Regions from separate parts of the Mus musculus genome. Here regions 2 and 3 are each linked to region 1. The links are chromatin contacts, called in public HiChIP or PLAC-seq and promoter capture Hi-C maps. All regions are on one chromosome and are shown on one strand. Each heading gives the region's core, a stretch centred on a gene start, on an enhancer-like site or on the middle of the called end of the contact. The rest is flanking DNA. Distances are from core to core; before and after follow the strand shown.

Region 1 (3,395 bases), core at 396-2,895:
GATCAGTGGGTAGGAGAGGGTAGGTGGGGTTGGAAGAGCACCCTCATAGAGGCAAAGGGGAAGGAAAAGAGGGCAGATATGGGATGGGGGATGGGGCTTGTGGAAGGGTTACTCGGAAGTGAGATATCATTTGAGATGTAAATGAATGGGATGATTAATAAATAAATAAACCCATTTTTTGTTTACAAGTGAATTATGGACACTAGTGTATTCGTATTTCATGCATAGTATGAACCCAGTCTTGAAATATCTCTATACTGGGCTTGATTTAAAGCTCTAGTTCCTCTTGCCCTAAACCCATTCATGAATGTCTTAGGATGCTTCCTACAGAATCTTTCTTGAAAGGATTGATGATCAGTTTCCATACAAAGTTATAACATTCTGATAACATAAAATAGCACCAATTCTAGCACATCCTTGTGTTGTACTGTTCCAAAAGTCAGACATATGGTAACCATCACATAGAGTGTGATACCTGGATCCACACATCCTTCATGGGACATCATATTTCAGAACCCAGAAGAATTTTGGGCCAGCATAAAAGATCCACTGCAGTAGAAGTTGAGCTTGTGTTCAAAGGTAAACTTCTAGTAGGAATTCAACAACTGAGATGCAAATCCTGGCTTTAAGTCTCTGTGGTAAGATAAGTCTCTGTGTTGAGATTCTCTCGGGGTAGCAGATTACAGTCATCACAATTGCAGGGCCTAACAAAAGCAAAGGACAGAAAGTCCGTGCAGTGGGTTTACTAGTTACTTTTTCTTGCTGTGATAAAACGCCATGACCAAAGCAGCTCATGAGTCTAATTTGGTTTGCACTTTCTGAGAGTCCTTAGTAGTGGCAGGGGCATAGAAACAGGCTGGAACAAGAACCTGGGAGATCACATCTTCAACCACACAGAGAGAACATAGAAAGAATTGGAAATGGGGTGAGGTCAGAAATTCTCAAACCTACCCCAGTGAGCGACTGCCTAAAGCAGGGTTTACACCTTTTTATGGTTCCTTAAGGTGTCCAAACAGCACCACCAATGGGGACCATGTGGTCAAATATTGAAACTCAGTGGGACATTTCTCATTGTGTCACACAGTAGGATTTATAGACCATTACCCATTCTGAAGACTCCTCCAACATGTGCACACAAAAATAATGTAAATCACTGAATTAATAATTGGAAACACGGGGTACTCTTTTCTTAGAATAGGGAAGAATGTGGATTTTAAATGTAAGGAAGATAGGTTCTACACAGGCCTTGTCATGTAGCTGGTGTGTAACCTTAGCTGGCCACTTTTCAAATCTCGCTATGTTCCAGTTTGTTTGTCTACAATCTGGACCAAAAGAATCTCTCCCTAGTTCAAGAGTATTGAAACAAAGATGTCCCTGGAAAACTGTTTTTATTGTTTTTCTCATCTGTGTTATATTTTAAAACTGTTGGCGGATTTCCAGATCCTATCCGTTGCAAATATTATATAAAAAGGAAGAAAAAAAGATACTCAAGAAATGAAAGTTGGGCCCAACTCTGACCTAAAGAAAAAGGGGACAGCGCCAGGTGCTCCCGCCGATGTCCAGCAGGGGACGCTGCGGGCGGCGGAGCCAGAGACGCGACCGGAAGTCAGACTGGCGGCTCTGGGGAACCTGTGACGACTCCTCCTGCTTCCGCTGGTGGCCCAGGGCTGTGCTTGGTTCTGTCAGCCGGCTCCTGTGCTGTAGCCATGCCGCTAGAAAACCTAGAAGAAGAGGGACTGCCCAAGAACCCCGACCTGCGCATCGCGCAGCTGCGGTTTCTGCTTAGCCTGCCGGAGCACCGCGGGGACGCGGCGGTGCGCGAGGAGTTGATGGCGGCCGTCCGGGAAAACAGTGAGGCCAGCGAGCGCCGAGTCAGCGGCCTAGGCGGGGCGGTCGGGGTGCCTGGCGGGCGTCTCCGGTCGAGGCTTCATGGAGACCCCTAGGGAGGCCTCCTGGACCCGAGAGGGGCTTGCTTGCCTTAGTGGGTTCTTCCCCGCCGCGAGACGTCCAGGGAAGCCTCGGGTGCTTGTCGCGGCTGGACTCCCGGCAAAGGCGCCGCGGCTTTAGTGATGCCTGTCGGTGTTTAGCTGCCGGCCAAGGGACAGTCAGGGTTCTGTCCCTAGTAGTCGAGTCGAATCGGTGTCCTTTCCCTGACATGAGGACTCCTTTGGAACAGGAGCCGACCAGAGCAAACTGAGGATTCGATTCCCTTCCCCTTGGCCTTAGTCGCGATCAGACCTGCTAAGATCGGCTCTCAAGCAGGCTCCCAGCTTCAAACCTTAGCCGTGCTACCCAGGCCCATAGTTGGGAGGCGTCTGCTAGCTGACCTTCGGTGGGGTGGGAAAAGCGAGCAGAAGCTAACAGGATACCTCATAATGCGTGATTTGTGGCTTTTAGATATGGCTCCTTATTATGAAGCCTTGTGTAAATCCCTCGACTGGCAGATGGACGTGGATCTCCTGAGTAAAATGAAGAAAGCAAACGAAGAAGAGTTGAAACGTTTGGATGAGGAGCTGGAGGATGCAGAGAAGAATCTGGGAGAAAGTGAAATTCGAGATGCAATGATGGCAAAAGCAGAGTACCTCTGTCAGATAGGTGACAAGGTCAGTGAGATGCCCTGCCCGCTCTGGGTAGGTGACAGGGTCAGTGAGATGCCCTGCCCGCTCTGGGTAGGTGACAGGGTCAGTGAGATGCCCTGCCCGCTCTGCAGATGAGAGGTGCTCCCTATTTTCTGGAGGTACAGACCAATGTTGTACATCAGTGCAAATGAGTAATATCTCACTGGATAAGAGAATCTTTCTGTTTTAACTGGAAGGATAATCATATTTACCTGTACTGAAGAGTCAGTACAGGAACAGTAGATACATGACAATGTTGCAGCACCCAATTCCCTGCTCTTAACAGAGCAAGGTGTGCGTTAGTCTTCCTTACTGTGTCATTAAAAACAAGTACACATGAGGCTAGAGAGAAGAGGCTTGGTGGTTTAAGACTGTATACTGCAGATCATCCTGGAGGAGACCTAAGTGCAGTTCCCACCACCCACATCAAGAGGTTCACAATACCAGCTCCCAGGTATCTGATCCCTCCAGCCTCCAAAGACATCTGCATTCATGCACACATACCCCCAGACACACATATACATACTTGAGAATAATAAAAATACTTCTCCAGAACAAAACAAGGGTGCAGAGGTTTTGCCCCCTCTGTTGACAACATTGGGGTCATTTTCAGTAGTAACTTAAGTGGTTGGGAAGCAAAGATTGTACATTTTAAAAGGTTTACAACTGCCAGGCAGTGGGGGCACACGCCTTTAGTCCCAGCACTTGGGAGGCAGAGGCAGGAGGACTTCTGAGTTCGAGGCCAGCCTGGTGTACAGAGTGAGTTCCAGGACAGCC
Region 2 (3,395 bases), core at 426-2,925, 2.2 Mb before region 1:
GCTTCACAATTACCAGTGACACTGGCATATGATCACACATGTTCAGATGTTTAGTTTTAGTATCCGATAAGGGACAGTAATTTCAATCATTCTTTTCATGGACACTTATCCACTACCTTACTATCTAACTTTTCTTCTCCACGCTCGCCTTCTATACTGTCTAGAAGTACGTATGTCTGGAGATTTGAAGATAAGTACCTGGCAAGTTACACTGTAAAGTATCTTCTCGAGGCCCTGCAAATGCTGAAACTGTTTTTCTGCTCTTCATAGAAACATCCTTTTTATAAACAACACTTGTCGATAGAAACGACTGCTACCCCAGCCTCATCGAAACCTCAACCAAACAAAGAAAACAAGGAACAAAAATGCCAACCAATACCAAAGTTCCTTAGTGTGTTCAAAAGGCGGGGAACTAGGATCCTCTGGAAGGGATGTGTTAAAGTCCCTGAAATGTGTAAATTTTCTGTCCAAGCTGCTGGCCTCATCTACTAAGTCCGGTGTTTTGTTTGGGAAATGACCCTGGTCTGAACTCAGTGCTGAGTAAGTGAAATGCTGGAGTTATCGATCTGTCCTGGGAGCCGCGTTCCAACTGCTCCCGCTGCACTTGCTAAGTCCACCTCCCTCCAGGAACTGAGCTCTGCAATCCTCCAAGTTCAGGCTTAAGCACCCCCTCACCTCCGAGGGACACCCCTGGGCCCCCACACGGTGTACACGGGAGGCTGACGTAAGTAAACTCTTCTTTTAATCCCGCGGGCGGTCTCTAGCCTGCTGTCAAAGTCGTCCCAAATACCCTCTCTGCGGAATGAGCCTTTTCTGGGGAGGCGCAACCCGCAGTGACCATTCAAGTGCACATTCCTCTGGGACAGGCCGCCGGAAGCCGTAGCATACCGGGCACTATTTTCTGGTGCTGCACTTATGGAGGGTTGGCCCGGAGGCTCGCATTATCGCGGTCCCCCCACTCTCGGTGTGCACCCTGAAGTTTCCGGTGAGCATTGTTCAGCAGCCTGAGCCTTGGTGGAGGCGAAAGCAGAGAGAAAGGGCACACGGGGCTAGGCCCCGACTGCAGCCTGACAGGGCGCCCGCCGCACCACGCTCTCACCCCGCCCGCGTCGCCCGCGGCCCACGAACAATGCGCCCGCCCGCGCCGCACTCACCACCCAGGTCAGCGCCCCGTCAGAGCCCGCGAGGCTGGACTTGGCCATGGCAGCGCCTCCCGTGCAGGCCAGGGGCTGCTCGCGCTCCGGGGACGCCGGGCCCGCCGCTCGCACTGACCGCTGCGCGCAGCACTCCTAGCCGCGCCCCATCGCGGGCCCGAGCCGCTGAGGAGGCCGCGCTGCCCGCCGCCCTCAAACTCGAGCGCGGCGCCCGGGCCTACAGAGTGGTCGAGGACTAGGAAGGGCTGGCGATGCGGCGCGGCCTTCCGGGACCCACGCGGGCGATTGGGATCGCGGATGAGGGACGAGGTTGAAGCGGGCCGGCTAGGACTCGCGAGCCAGAGCCCTGACAGGAATGAGCCGCTGCTTCTCCTCAAGCCACCGAAGCCGCAGAGTCCTCGCCGCGGTCGCCGCAGCCTCAAAGGCCGCCACTGCCTCAAAACCGCCCAAGCGGCGTCTGAACCGGTCCTCCGGAGCACAGTCCAAGAGGGACAATAAACAGAGCCGCCGTGGTGGCCTCCCTTTAGTCCGGCATAACACGGCACACACAGGCGCGCTCCGGGAGGGGGAGGGTGCGGTGGTCACCGGCTGTCAGTCAACCATGGATCGTCCAATCACAGCCTTGTCACTACAGTACTTCGACCAATCCCAAAATTTCAGGCCCCTAGGGGGGCGGGACCCGAGGGGAAAACGTCATTGCGGGTAGCAACTGAGAGGCAGACTTGGGTTTTTTGTTTGTGTCTGAGAGAGAGTGTAAGGGAGAGCGAGGCGAGTGAATGGGGTTTCCGTCAGAAGGGAGAGCAGGCGGCTGTCAAGAGTCATTCCGGGGCATCCAAAGGAGCCGGGAGTCCTGGGACAAGGGCTGTGGAAACCTCCGGACTGTGTCCTGCAGACTTGCCGCGAGGCCGCGGGGGGAGCGGGAGCGGGGGGGGGGGGGGGGAGGGTTGGGGGCAGGGAGGCAGGAAGCCCTAGCCGCCCCCAGGGACTGGGCCCCGGAGGGAGCTAGCGAACTGCAGACGGGACCGTGCGCCGCCTAGAGCAGCCGGACCCCGCGCTCAGGCCCCAGGTTGCTGCTGCATCCGCCCGACCCCCGACCGACCGTCTCTCTGCCTTGCCCCTAAACAGGGCAAGCGGTCTTCAGTGCCACCAGTTAGGGAACTTGGGGTGCTAAGAGTGCCCAGAGAACGTTCCCGGGAAGGAATGCGAACGGGTCAGGACTCCCTTTTCTGGCTACAGACCTTTCCTCCCAACAATGCAGACAGGTCCCTGTCACTTCTCAGCTTTCAGGTACACATCATGAAATAGACTTTTTTCGTGTGGAAGCTTTCTAAGAATAAAATTTGCAACGCCAAAGCTTTTGGCAGATGGAAGAGCTCTTGACTTCACCCAGCCTGTAAATGGAATTGCATTCAACAAGTTCTCTTTGGGCATACTCCCAGCCATGCTCTGTCAGGCGTGGCAATGGGTTTAAAGGGACAACAGCCTCCTCCGACGTCAATCTTCCAAGAGTGACTAACAGGAGGACACCACACCGAAGAACTTTACCCAGCTAGAGCTAACAACTTTCTGTGAAAGTATTTCCTTGAGTCTCTCCGGCAGCTGAGTGCTTCCCTTAAGGGAAACTTTGGGGTCACACCTCTCAATCGCTGCTGCATTCTGAATCCAAGTGGGGAGCTCTGAAACACGGAAATCATTTCAATGTAGTTCTTAATTAGCTCTCTGGAGACCGTGGAATTTCAGTTTATTTGGGGATTCTGACTAAGAACACCAAAACCTTTCTTTACTTTGAATCTAGTGTTAAAGCTTATAAAGCGCTAGGCAGGATCTAAGCTGGGCTGCGCCCCTGACTCTAAAGCACCACAGTCATGTTACCAGCTTTCCCAAGTCCATCATCGGGCCTTCTTACCTGGGGACTTATACTCATTTATGTATTGTGACTTTACATCCCTAAGTACCCAAATACTTCATGTTAGAAAACAGATGATTTTAAAGGTTGGGAATTTTACAGATAAATGTATGTATGCTTATATAAAAGCCAAGCTGTCCCTTTCTCTGATTTTGAGAGGTCTTGCTGTAGCTTAGGCTGACCTTGAACCCTTGATCCTTTATCTCAGGCTCCCAATCGCTGGGATTCCACGAATAACCACCATATTCAGCTCTTGTCTTCTTTTTAAAACATCATTTTAAAAACTCTTAAGCTTCAAATTTTGAACCCAAAATCCAAATAGTTAATTAGTAAAA
Region 3 (3,395 bases), core at 264-2,763, 2.1 Mb before region 1:
ACATTATGGTCTTGTTATATCACGTTTTATGTGGGTGCATTGTTTTGAGAACAATTCTTTCCCTGGGAAGATGTAAACAAATACCCAGCCTCTTTATAAAGCAACAACAATAAATCAAAGCAAAATCCCCAGGTCCGACTTAGGGCACTCTAAGTTTATTCAGCTTACTTCAGAGCATGGGTGAAGGGTTCCTTACAGGAGTAAGTGCCTAGGGCATCTGCACGGCCAGAAAGTTTCACTGCAGCATGGATGATGACATGACTTCTCCATGGCTGCATAGACAGAGTTCCCCTTTCAGCTAACCTTCCACAGTCCACATACCCCAATGCCTTTTGAGATCAGAAATTTGTATGTAAAACAAATTGCCAAAAGGTACTGGAGGAAACAGCACAATTTTCACTGCAGGGAGATCATACTAAGCAAATGGTGAGCTACTGGATCAGGAACAAGTTGAATTTTCTTAAACATTTTAGACAGAGTAGACAATAAATCATATCCAGGAGTAATGAGGAAATAGCTAAACTTACCTCAGATTCTTTTCTACATTTGGAAAGCAAGCATACGTGGCAACGATGGCCTGAAGAGGTTATTGCCCACAAGAAAATATATAATCATGACTACAAGATAGCATAGTCTATCCTTTATCTGAAGAAAAAGCAAAGCTCACACGTGGGACAGACTTGAACAGTTAATAGACATCCCCTGGCTGTGTTGCTACTTATCCTACTTATCCATTACAGATTTATCTCTGAGCAAGTAAAACTTTCGTAAGCTCAGGAATTTCCACTTCAGATATTGGGCAATCTTCTGGTCACTTCCTGTCATGAGTCAGCCCTTTTTATTGTTACAGAAGTAGCTGTTTACATCATTTGCTAAAGTAAATAAAGGTAAGGAAAAATGGAGGTAGAGGGGACACCATAAGCACTGCAGATCACTACAGACGTTAGGTTTTGTTATATTTTAAAGACAAAGTCTTCAGGTTGGTAGCCCAGGCTCCCTTTGCACTCTCTCCACAGCTGAGGACAGAGCTCCTGATCCTCTGCCGCCCAGGTGCTGAAATTGAGCGGTACCATTATCTGATCTCTTTGCAAACCTTTAAAAGTTTTGTAACTAACGTCTCCTAACAAATTCTCAACGTCTTTGCACATTTCTAAGTATTCAGCCATAGTATTATTTTATTGTCTACGTGGCATTTAGATGTTTCCCCAAACGACCTCGGTTTCTTGGTGACATTCTGAAGAGTTCTATGAATATTTTCTACAGAGCTACCAGGGAGGCTACAGCTATAGGTCCTCCCCGGAATGTCCTGGGGAAATGACAGCCGCCCTTCTCTGGCAGCACAGGAATATCTAGGCATTATCGCTGTTGACTAGGTGAGGTTTCCCAAGCGATCAAAACAGGCTCTGAGGCTAGAGCGGGGCACTCACAACCCGGAACCCGGAGGAAGCTCTGGCCGGAGCGTCTGACCTCTGACATCAGGCACCGGGCGGAAACGCTGCGCTGCGGATGAGTGCGCATGCGCACTCGGTGGGCGCCCGCAAAGGCTTGTTTCAGGTAGTGACTGCAGTGTGCACCCGGGTTTCAGGGTAGGGGTGGAGGGCGTCGCGTGGCTGTGAATCCCTGAGAGCTCCTAACGCTGAGCTCGGGAAGTTACACCCGGCCTTCCTAATACGGCGGTGCTGGGCTGTGGCGGGACCGCCTGAAAGGTTATCTGCCCTACACGGAAGTAGATAAAGTGCACAAGGCAGAATGGGCCTGAGGCGGCCTCCTGTGCATTAATCTTAGAAATGCCACATGGACTCAGTCCACACTGTACAGTAATCTTCGGTGAGCCTGAAGAAGGATGCCCCCTGTAGGGTGGGTTGGCGTTGTAAAACCCAGTGAGCTAGCTATCAGTTGACAGTCTGAAGGACCTCATAGATTACAAATAAAAGTTAAGTCCAAGCGAGGGTTGCATTTCTCTGTGACCACAGTCACACCTAGGGTGTGTGTAAGATTCTACTGTCGTTTAAATGATGCTTGCTGTCTCTTGTGGTCTATTCCAGGAATGTGTTTCTGATCTTCTGAATTTCAACCATGTTGTCAAAATGCTTGCAACATTTTCTAAAAGCCACAATCTCCCATCCATATCCAGCGTCATATTCTTGGTTAATAAGCAAACACAGATTTTATGGAACTGTGCCAGCAGCCATGTTGCGCAGACGAGTTGTCATCACAGGCATTGGCCTAGTGACACCACTTGGCGTTGGGACTCAACTAGTTTGGGATCGGCTTCTCCGAGGAGAAAGTGGAATTGTTTCTGTGGTTGGTGATGAGTACAAGAATATCCCTTGCAGTGTAGCTGCTTATGTACCAAGAGGTCCACATGAAGGTCAGTTTAATGAAGAAAACTTTGTGTCCAAATCAGATGCCAAGTCCATGTCTTCTTCCACCATCATGGCTGTTGGGGCAGCAGAGTTGGCCCTGAAAGACTCCGGCTGGCATCCGAAACGAGAAGCAGATCAGGTGGCTACTGGCGTTGCCATTGGCATGGGCATGGTTCCTCTTGAAGTTATTTCTGAAACTGCTTTGCTGTTTCAGACCAAAGGTTATAATAAAGTCAGCCCATTCTTTGTCCCTAAGATTCTGATCAATATGGCTGCAGGCCAGGTTAGCATTCGCTACAAACTCAAGGGCCCCAATCACTCAGTGTCCACAGCCTGCACCACAGGTGCACATGCTGTGGGAGACTCCTTTAGATTCATAGCCCATGGTGACGCAGATGTGATGGTGGCTGGGGGCACAGACTCTTGCATTAGTCCATTATCTCTCGCTGGGTTTTCCAGAGCCCGGGCTCTGAGCTCAAACCCAGATCCTAAGCTAGCCTGCCGGCCGTTTCATCCAGAGAGAGATGGTTTTGTCATGGGTGAGGGAGCTGCTGTGCTGGTGCTGGAAGAACATGAGCATGCTGTTCAGAGAGGAGCTCGGATCTACGCAGAAATTTTGGGTTATGGACTCTCGGGTGATGCCGGTCACATAACTGCCCCCGATCCCGAAGGAGAAGGTGCTTTAAGGTAAAGAACGGTTGTTCTGTTCAAAATATATTTTCCTCTTAAGATACTATATTAAGGCACTATTGGAACTTCAAATTAAAAAAACATTACCTGGTCTTGGTGTATAGTATATATTCTCTTAGATCAAAGGCTTTTTAAAAATTCTTTGCTTGAAATGATTGAAAACATTTGAAAATATTTAAACAAAAATTGAATGGACTTTAGTTAGAGCCAATAGAGTTGTGTCTTTGCTAGCTTCTTATACCCCACCTTCTGTTTGGAAATCATGAGTGTGCTCCCTTCCTCAGCCTCCCTCTGAACACTTATCAGACCTGGAGAATAGAGATAGATGTGTCTAGGTAT

The links. HiChIP or PLAC-seq counts read pairs in DNA pulled down with a chosen protein or histone mark. Capture Hi-C pulls out chosen DNA fragments and counts their contacts.
Region 2: a contact with region 1 is called in an H3K4me3 HiChIP or PLAC-seq map of pro-B cells, with 10 times the contacts expected there. The contact joins the promoter of Top2b here to the promoter of Psmd6 in region 1. A contact is called at or near these places in 8 of 39 promoter capture datasets (the 3T3-L1 cell line, the C10 cell line, embryonic stem cells and 4 more), 7 of 115 datasets of contacts at active chromatin or transcription factors (astrocytes, embryonic forebrain, forebrain and 4 more) and 1 of 9 other capture datasets (adipose tissue).
Region 3: a contact with region 1 is called in a promoter capture Hi-C map of liver, with 2.5 times the contacts expected there. The contact joins the promoter of Oxsm here to the promoter of Psmd6 in region 1. A contact is called at or near these places in 5 of 39 promoter capture datasets (the 3T3-L1 cell line, the C10 cell line, hippocampal neurons and 2 more), 1 of 484 Hi-C or Micro-C datasets (Sertoli cells), 9 of 115 datasets of contacts at active chromatin or transcription factors (astrocytes, bone marrow-derived dendritic cells, embryonic forebrain and 6 more) and 3 of 9 other capture datasets (adipose tissue, liver and macrophages).

What each region holds. Positions count from the first base shown.
Region 1 is chr14:14,119,195-14,122,589 of GRCm38.p6, reverse strand. It overlaps Psmd6 (proteasome (prosome, macropain) 26S subunit, non-ATPase, 6), which reads left to right and starts at 1,645. Exons shown (of 8, transcript NM_025550.3): 1 at 1,645-1,851; 2 at 2,398-2,603. The coding sequence starts at 1,707.
Region 2 is chr14:16,363,486-16,366,880 of GRCm38.p6, reverse strand. It overlaps Top2b (topoisomerase (DNA) II beta), which reads right to left and starts at 1,675. Exons shown (of 36, transcript NM_009409.2): 1 at 1,155-1,675. The coding sequence starts at 1,202.
Region 3 is chr14:16,241,449-16,244,843 of GRCm38.p6, reverse strand. It overlaps Oxsm (3-oxoacyl-ACP synthase, mitochondrial), which reads left to right and starts at 1,513. Exons shown (of 3, transcript NM_001359883.1): 1 at 1,513-1,554; 2 at 2,046-3,053. The coding sequence starts at 2,077.